Linked DNA regions of Hordeum vulgare: region 1 is linked to region 2. Evidence: chromatin contacts called from public Hi-C data. All regions are on one chromosome and are shown on one strand. The core of a region is the stretch at or near the end of the contact, and the rest is flanking DNA. Distances in the headings are between cores, read along the strand shown. Region 1 holds the start of LOC123445823 (coronatine-insensitive protein homolog 1b). Region 2 holds the start of LOC123445807 (probable anion transporter 2, chloroplastic).

The links. Hi-C and Micro-C count contacts between places; a contact is called where the count stands out from the background.
Region 1: a Hi-C map of seedling shows a contact between it and region 2, with 2.2 times the contacts expected there. The contact joins the promoter of LOC123445823 here to the promoter of LOC123445807 in region 2. A contact is called at or near these places in 3 of 6 Hi-C or Micro-C datasets (leaf and seedling).

The regions. Positions count from the first base shown.
Region 1 is chr1H:466,897,481-466,901,308 of MorexV3_pseudomolecules_assembly, reverse strand. LOC123445823 (coronatine-insensitive protein homolog 1b) reads right to left here and starts at 2,185. Exons shown (of 3, transcript XM_045122811.1): 1 at 1,514-2,185; 2 at 1-196. The coding sequence starts at 2,022.
Region 2 is chr1H:466,703,707-466,707,589 of MorexV3_pseudomolecules_assembly, reverse strand. It overlaps LOC123445807 (probable anion transporter 2, chloroplastic), which reads left to right and starts at 1,543. Exons shown (of 7, transcript XM_045122810.1): 1 at 1,543-2,342; 2 at 3,160-3,386; 3 at 3,801-3,883. The coding sequence starts at 1,866.

The DNA of each region.
Region 1 (3,828 bases), core at 936-3,435, 190 kb before region 2:
ACAATCACTGATCTTCAATGAAATTAGTGACTTGCAATTCCTGGCAAGAAGCTCGAGGTCAGCTGGCACCGCTCTGAGGTAAGTCAAGTAGAAGTTCAAGTTCACCAGAACAGGATTGTTGGCAGCAAGATCATGGAGCCATTCAGTGCCATTATCAGTAATTGTGCATTCTTCCAGAAACAAAGTTCTCAGTGATCTGTTAAATTCCGTTCAACAAGTCAGTGCGGTGATCTTATCATGATAGTACCAATGCACCAAAGTAAGTAAAGCAAGAGTTGAGTGCAACGGAGAAACAAATGCTCCCAATTATGGTGAGTGTTCACCAAGATGGAATATAAATGTACGCTAGTTAATATTTAGAAGAAAAAAGTGTACTACTCTCTTAGATAAATACAATACTAAATTAACATATTCTAGTGCCCAAGTTGTTTTTGAGCTTATGTTAGGCGGCTGAGTAGTCTTTAGAGTGAAGCCTGAGGCCACTCTGCGCTCTTTTGCAGTGGCATGCCATGTATGAAACATTTGAAGCATTGGTAGCTTATTAAGTTGGGGGTCTTATAGAGAAATTTGAGTGCTGGATATGTCAAAATGGATTAACATGGTGGCACATTCCTAAATAGCTGATTATTTTTTTAATTTGCTTACTTCCAGTGATTCATTCGGCACTCAATAATTAAAACAACTAGATTTATCATAAATTTTGTATTTCATGACTCAGTTTTTCCAAAGAACACATCGAATGCTCCCTCTTCAGGATGACCAAACCAGTACAAATTTGAAAAAAGGGAAACTGAGAAAGGAATGTAAACATGGTCAGCCTGACATTACATAACACTGCCCAAGTGTCCATGCTAGAATTAACTGATAACAGAAACAACAAACAACTTGACCATTAATTCTGTATAACAGTACGAATTCGAGTAAAAGACGAGCCAGCTTTAGGTCAAGCCAATCACTATTGGTTTGGCAATCAGTTACCTTACACCTTCTTCCTGCCAGATTTGGTGAGCTCTTGCAAATTACTTGGAAATATAAATGCTGAGAAATGGACTCTTGTGCATCATCAGCAACAACCAGAATGCAGAACATTCAATTGATCAATTATGAAGGAGACAAAAGGCACAAGGTAGATAGATACACCGCACTTACAAGGCAACCTTACTCTAACGACGCGAACACACTTGTAAAGACAGTGAACTGTGCTTTGCTGTGGTTGTACCATCATCATATTAGGAGAGTAGGGATAGCAACGGGCGTCCAGATCTCGAACTACTTTGGGTAAATATTACCCCGTGGAAGAACAAGTTTCTAGTTATGGAAATCCATAAGGGGTGTTGTATCATTGCGCCTACTACTTCGGGACATCGACCAAGCGGCAGCTGGATTCTCCGTCCAGTCACTATATCGCTGACCCCCAAACCCCAATTCCGGCGTACTTCTCTCTCTCTCGCGCGCGCGCGCAGATAGGAGATCGGAGCCAATAGGATTTTACCAAATGGAGAAGTTGCAGTACCTGCAGGATCGGGCGACGAGGCGGAGGGCGTCGGTGGAGAAGCCAGAGCACTTGTCGAGCTTGAGCTCCTGCAGCATGTGGCCGCGGGCGAGGACAAGGGCGGCGAGGTCGTCGTCGGTGACGACCATGCGGCGCAGGTGGAGCGCCTTGAGGCACTCGAGCGGGGCAGCGAGCTCGGCTATCCAGGGGCGAGCGTAGGCGCCCCAGTCGTCGGAGATGAGGCCGTACATGGCGGCGCGGGGCTTGCCCTTGACCCCGAGCGACTCGAGGCGCGGGAAGCGCGCGAGCAGGCGTGCCGGGGAAACCGCGTAGCAGAAGGGCACGGTGACATGCTTCCGCGTGAGCGCGTCGATGTGGTGCCACCGGCGGCAGGCCAGCGACGCCGCCTCCCGGTCGCGCGGGTCGTCGACGTACCCGAACACCAGGTGCAGCGCCTCCTCCGGGACGCCGCTGCCGTCCACGCTGAGCGCGCGGGTCAGCCGCCGCGGCTCCGGGGCCTCCCCGCCCATCGATCGGGCCTCTCCCCGCCTAATCCCCCGCGCTGGCTCGCCGGGGATCTGGTCCGGCGAGGGGCTGAGGCATGGGGATTTTGCCTCCCTTTCCCTCCCTCCCCCCGCTGGCTGGCTTTGCTCTGATGCTAGTGCAGAGGCGGAGAGAATTATTGGAGGGAGAAGTGTGGGGATGTGGATTGGTGGAGAGGCCGCTTTACTTCCTCGCGATCCAGCGCCACGTCGGCTCCGGCTCAGGTGGTGGAATTGCTTCGGCCACACACACTCACGCCGGCTGGGACGCAACCCTGTGGTGTGGATGTGGTGACCCCGCGATGATGGTGGCCTTCAAGAAGAGGGGTTGGGATAGCAGCTGAGCCACGTGAGAGTTGGTTCATGTCGATCATTGATCATCAGCCTATTAGCTCCTTTTGAGTGTGGAGCTCAGTGACATCTCTTTAGCTGTACTACTAGATTTTACCAGCAAAAAGGTCTAGGGTTTTTGGCCACTTGGTTGCATCCTTCACTTTTATCCGCAAAAAGGTGTCGTCGATTCTTAGCCTGGCACTAGCAGAAAATTAAATGTAATTGTCCAAGCGTTACGACTTTGCCCCGTGAAATGTGTAATTGATTAATTGTATTCTTAGTTTGGCTGGAAAATAATTGTAGCGTTATAACTTTGCTTGAAGTATATTCGAAAAGATGTTGTCGATTCAGTATTGATTAGTTCTATTCTTGACATGGATGGAAAATAACTGTAACCGTCCTAGCGTTACAACTTTGCTTGAAGTATATTCGCAAAGGATGTTGTTGATTTAGCATCGGTTAATTCTACTCTTAGCATGGCTGAAAAATAACTGTAGTCATCCTAGCGTTACAACTTTGCTTGAAGTATATTCGCAAAAGATGCTGCGATTTAGCATCGACTAATTACATTATTAGCCTGGCAAGAAATTGAATGTGATCATCATAGCGAACTTTGCTTGAAGTATATCCGCGAAAGGTGTTGTCCATTTAGCATCAATTAATTGTATTCTTAGCGTGACAGGAAAGTGAATGTAATCGTCCTACCATTGCAACTTTGCTTGAAGTGTATTTGACTTGATTACAATTGTGTATTGAAATTTAGTTACACGAAGCATACAATTGCAAGGCTCAGAAAGCCTAGGTTCACATTTTTCATTTACTTGAGAGTTTTTACTATGGATTCTTCTTATAGGTTTGGTAACTTTATAGCGTGTAGTTATCAAAGTACGTGAGGAGAACAATATGAGTTGCGATGTGCCCGATTCAGAAAACACTTTACAGATTTGTGTTATGTTACTTTACAAATATGTGTTGTGTTTTACACTTTCACTTATACCTTTATGGTAAGCTTACAACACATGACAATTGTAACTACGACAAAATATGTTATGCTCTAAGCTAACATTGTGTGTGAACGATTAAGCAATGTCTAACTTCTAGCCATGGACATTTGTAGAAATTTCAAATAAATACTAATGCATTGGATGAAAATAGACTCCAAGCTCCCGAGAGACACACTTATTGTGTTTGTTAATAGTCACATATATTACAACTATAGCCAAAGAAAGCACAAGGTCACCATTTTCATTTGCTTGTGGGTTTTCTAGCAAGACCGGAAAATATCATAGTATCATGTAACTATCAATGTACATGAATATGACATTTTGTGCTGAGTCATGACTCAACAAAGTTTTAGAAATAGGTGTTATGGTTTAATCGTGCTTTTATCAAGGTTGGAAAAAGCGTTAGGCGTAAGCGAGGAGGTTAGCGTGTGCCTAGTGCCTAGGCATTGCATAGGCG
Region 2 (3,883 bases), core at 294-2,793:
CTGGATCAATCCCAAAATTGATTCATAATTAAAAGATTAAAGTGCCTTTAAGAATCAAAATTTCCATGTGGTTCGTTCACAAGAAAGTGATTCTTACTAAGGATAATTTGGCTAAGCTTAATTGGGCTGGTAACAAAAGATGTAGCTTCTGTGATAAGTCTGAGACGATCAAACACCTCTTTTTCGATCGCCCGCTGGCAAAATTATTATGGAGTTCGATCCATATAGCCTTTAATATCACGCCTTCAACTAGCATTCAGTCGTTGTTTGGGACGTGGCTAGGCGGAGTAGATATCTGTACGGAGAGATAGATTCACATAAGAGTTTGTGCGTTACTGTGGGCTATATGGAACTGTAAGAATGACATGATCTTTAACGGGAAATATCAAATCAATTTTTTGCTGGTTTTGCATAGGGCAACGTCTTTGATCCGTACTTGTTCGCTACTCACTACTGCGGAGAACAGAGATTCTTTGGCTATTGGATCTATCCAATGAAAGATGATAGCTCAGGATATTTTCAATCGGTTTTGATGACGGTCTAATAATAGAATAACCGGATAGGTTTCTAGTCTTATTGTACGTCGGTTGTCGCTATTTATCTTTTGAATTTTCAGCTCTTCATAAACTTGTACTGAACTGTAGATTTTTTCAGCACTTTAAATAAAGATGATCTTGCATCTTTCTGATGCAGAAGGCGGAGATGGGCCTCCTTTCCTAAAAAAAATAGCATGCGTTTGAAAGTTGCGTTTGGTGCCCAAAGCAAAACCGAGCCTGTTTCTAAAACCAGGCGCACCGCTGCCCTGAATCTGAAATGTCAACATCTAGGACCAACAGTCTAGTGGACGATTTTACTGTTTTAATTCTTTTGACATAGTTTAGCAAGATCTAATTTTGTTTATAATTTTTTTATCTAATTTTTTCCTACCGTCATCCGCTATGACGAAAGACATACACCCCCTATTACCGTTTCATGTGGCGGTAGGGTTCGGATCAACACATACGACGTCTTTTAACTCCGTTGATGTGAATAAGTGACTACTGTCATAAGAAATGATAGTAGGATGTATATGCCTACCATCGCAACAGGTAGCGGTAGGGTGTTCAGATAGTCAATTCCATCATAGAAAAATTAAGTGTGTAAACGCCCTACTGTCACATGTTGTGACGATAGAAAACTACACCCTACCGTCACTTTCTATAATGGTACCTATTTATCCACGTCAGCAGGATCAAACGATGCCGTCTGCGTTAACCGAAACTATATCGCCACACAAAGTGACCCTATAGAGTGTATGTCTATCGGCACAACGATAGAAAAGAATTAGATCCGATTTTTTTTTCATAAACGGATTTGGATCGGGCTAAACTATAAAAAAGAGAGTCAAAACGGTGAATTTGGCCCAGTCCAGTCTTGGTTAGCAGTCTTGTTTTCCATTCTCAATTTCTCATGGAGCGGTCGCCATCGAGCTCCCTGACTCCTCCTCCTCCTCCTCGCGTCGCCGCTTTGGCTCGGGCGCCAGCCGGGTAGGTGGCGACTCGGCGCGGCACACGGTAGGTGCCCACCGCACCGGCCGCGCGACGGCGCCACCCAGCAGCAATTGCCTTGACCATTCCCCCCCTAGCCGATCAGCGCTAGCTAACAACCCCGCCCGCTCCCACATCTTCTGGGATCCGCAACCTACCACCTTTCGTCCTCCCCGAGGTCCCAAATTTATACCACCAACCAACCCAGTTGGTCAATCGTACTACCACTTGTCTGCCTCGTACTCCTTAATTACCATGGCATACACCAAGCATCTTCCGGTCTCTGCTCCGCCTCTCTGAGCACGCCCGGTCAGCTCCAGTCACCTCCTCGCGCGGATCATGGCGTCGGTGAGATCCTGCGTGTCCGTCAAGCCGGCCGCTGGCCCGGCCAGGTACAGATCCGCCAGGGTCGGGGCCGTCAGCCTGGAGCCGACAAGGCTGCGGATATCCGCTTCTTCTTCTTCTTCGTTGGGCTCGGCCGCGGATGGCTGCGGCAGAGGCGTCGGCTGTGCCACTGCCAGTAGCAGCGGCAGGGGCGACGCCGTTGTCGGTTTGGTTGGGGATGGCGGGAGGGCGAGGAGGCGGGGCGGGCGGGAGGTCGTCGCCACGTGCAGCGCCAGCCTGGAGGGGGTCCGCCATGGCGGCGCGGCCGCCGCCGTGGCCAGCGTGCCGGCGCTGCCCGAGCGGGCCAAGGTTGTGGCGCTCGTGGCGGCCGTCATGCTGCTCTGCAACGCCGACCGGGTCGTCATGTCCGTCGCCGTCGTGCCGCTCGCCGCGCAGCACGGCTGGTCCAGCTCCTTCGTCGGCATCGTCCAGGTACGCCCGCCCACTCCTTGCCATGTTAATTTACGCCTCAACATCAGCAGAAAGTAAAGTGAGGGTCATTTTGCTCTGACCTTAAGCAAGAACTCGGTAATGACAAAAAGGTTCCAACCATTAGTTGAGTATACATTTCTTATACCAAAAGTCCACTATGCATGATGTATCAACTTCAGATTGAGCCATGGGAACGACCGAAGCATTACATTCTTTTAAGCCAGGCTGCCTGATGGAACCAAGTTAACACCACGAGCTCGTGCTACACATGTCTATACAATATGGTTCTTGCAGGGGCCTTCATATAGGATATTTCAAGGGTCGATTTTGCGACAGAAGCCAAAAAATTAGCAAGCAGTACATGGGGATAAGTCAGCAACTTGAGCTGCTATTGTTTCCTGATTTATAAGTACAATGTTTAAATTTGACAATTGGACACTTGAAACATCCAATCTGATGGATGATATGCTACATGAACTGTATCAGATCATTACAACACCACTGACTGTTGTTTACCTCAATACCTGGTTACTGGGACCAGAAAGATTGATTGCATCAGTTGCTACTCCTTAAGGCTTAAACACCATTGCACAACCATTACTAGACGTCATTCAGCAAGTGTATGATGATATGATATATGAACTAATGCAGCATGCATATTGTGGTTGGAGATTCGAATACTTCAGCATTTTTAACAACCATTAAGCATGAGTAACTAGACGAGAAAAACACAGAAAATTATTGATATCCATTAGTGCATGATTGTTGATGTTCCGATTGATTGACTCGAGATTAAACTTTCCCACCACTGCTGCAGTCATCATTTCTATGGGGGTATGTTTTCTCATCCATGGTTGGAGGAGCTTTGGCGGACCGATACGGGGGGAAGAAGGTGATGGCAGGTGCTGCTGCACTCTGGTCCTTGGCCACTTTCCTCACTCCATGGGCCGCCTCTCAATCCGCCACTATGTTGCTTGCTGTTCGTGTGCTTTTTGGCGTTGCAGAAGGTGTTGCATTTCCGACGATGAGCACTTTCTTACCAAAGTAAGTAGCTCATATCACCCATTGAATTTACTCAGCATGGACATTTAAGTACTCTGCTCCAAGCAACAGTAATCTCAGATGCCTAAAGCAGAGCAGACAAAAGCAGTAACCTTCACCAACGCTTGGAGCAACATAAGCCGATATAATCTACTTCTTTGAGATCAATCACAATAGTGTACTAAAGCAGCAGCAATTAATTTAGATCGGAGGGAGTAAAACATATGGTGTTAGAAGAATTAGTTTAGCTCTGCATTCAAGTATGCTTTGTCTCATAGTTATACTTTTGGGTATGTTGGCCAATGATCATATCAGTAACCAATTACTTACAGAAAATGAAACATTCACTACATATATTGATGCAATCAAACTTAACTTCAGTTCAGGCTCTTAATTTCATTTTTGAACATGAAACAGGTGGTTCCCAACACATGAACGTGCCACTGCTGTTGGCCTTTCCATGGGAGGATTCCATCTTGGAAACGTCGTAAGCTTCCTGG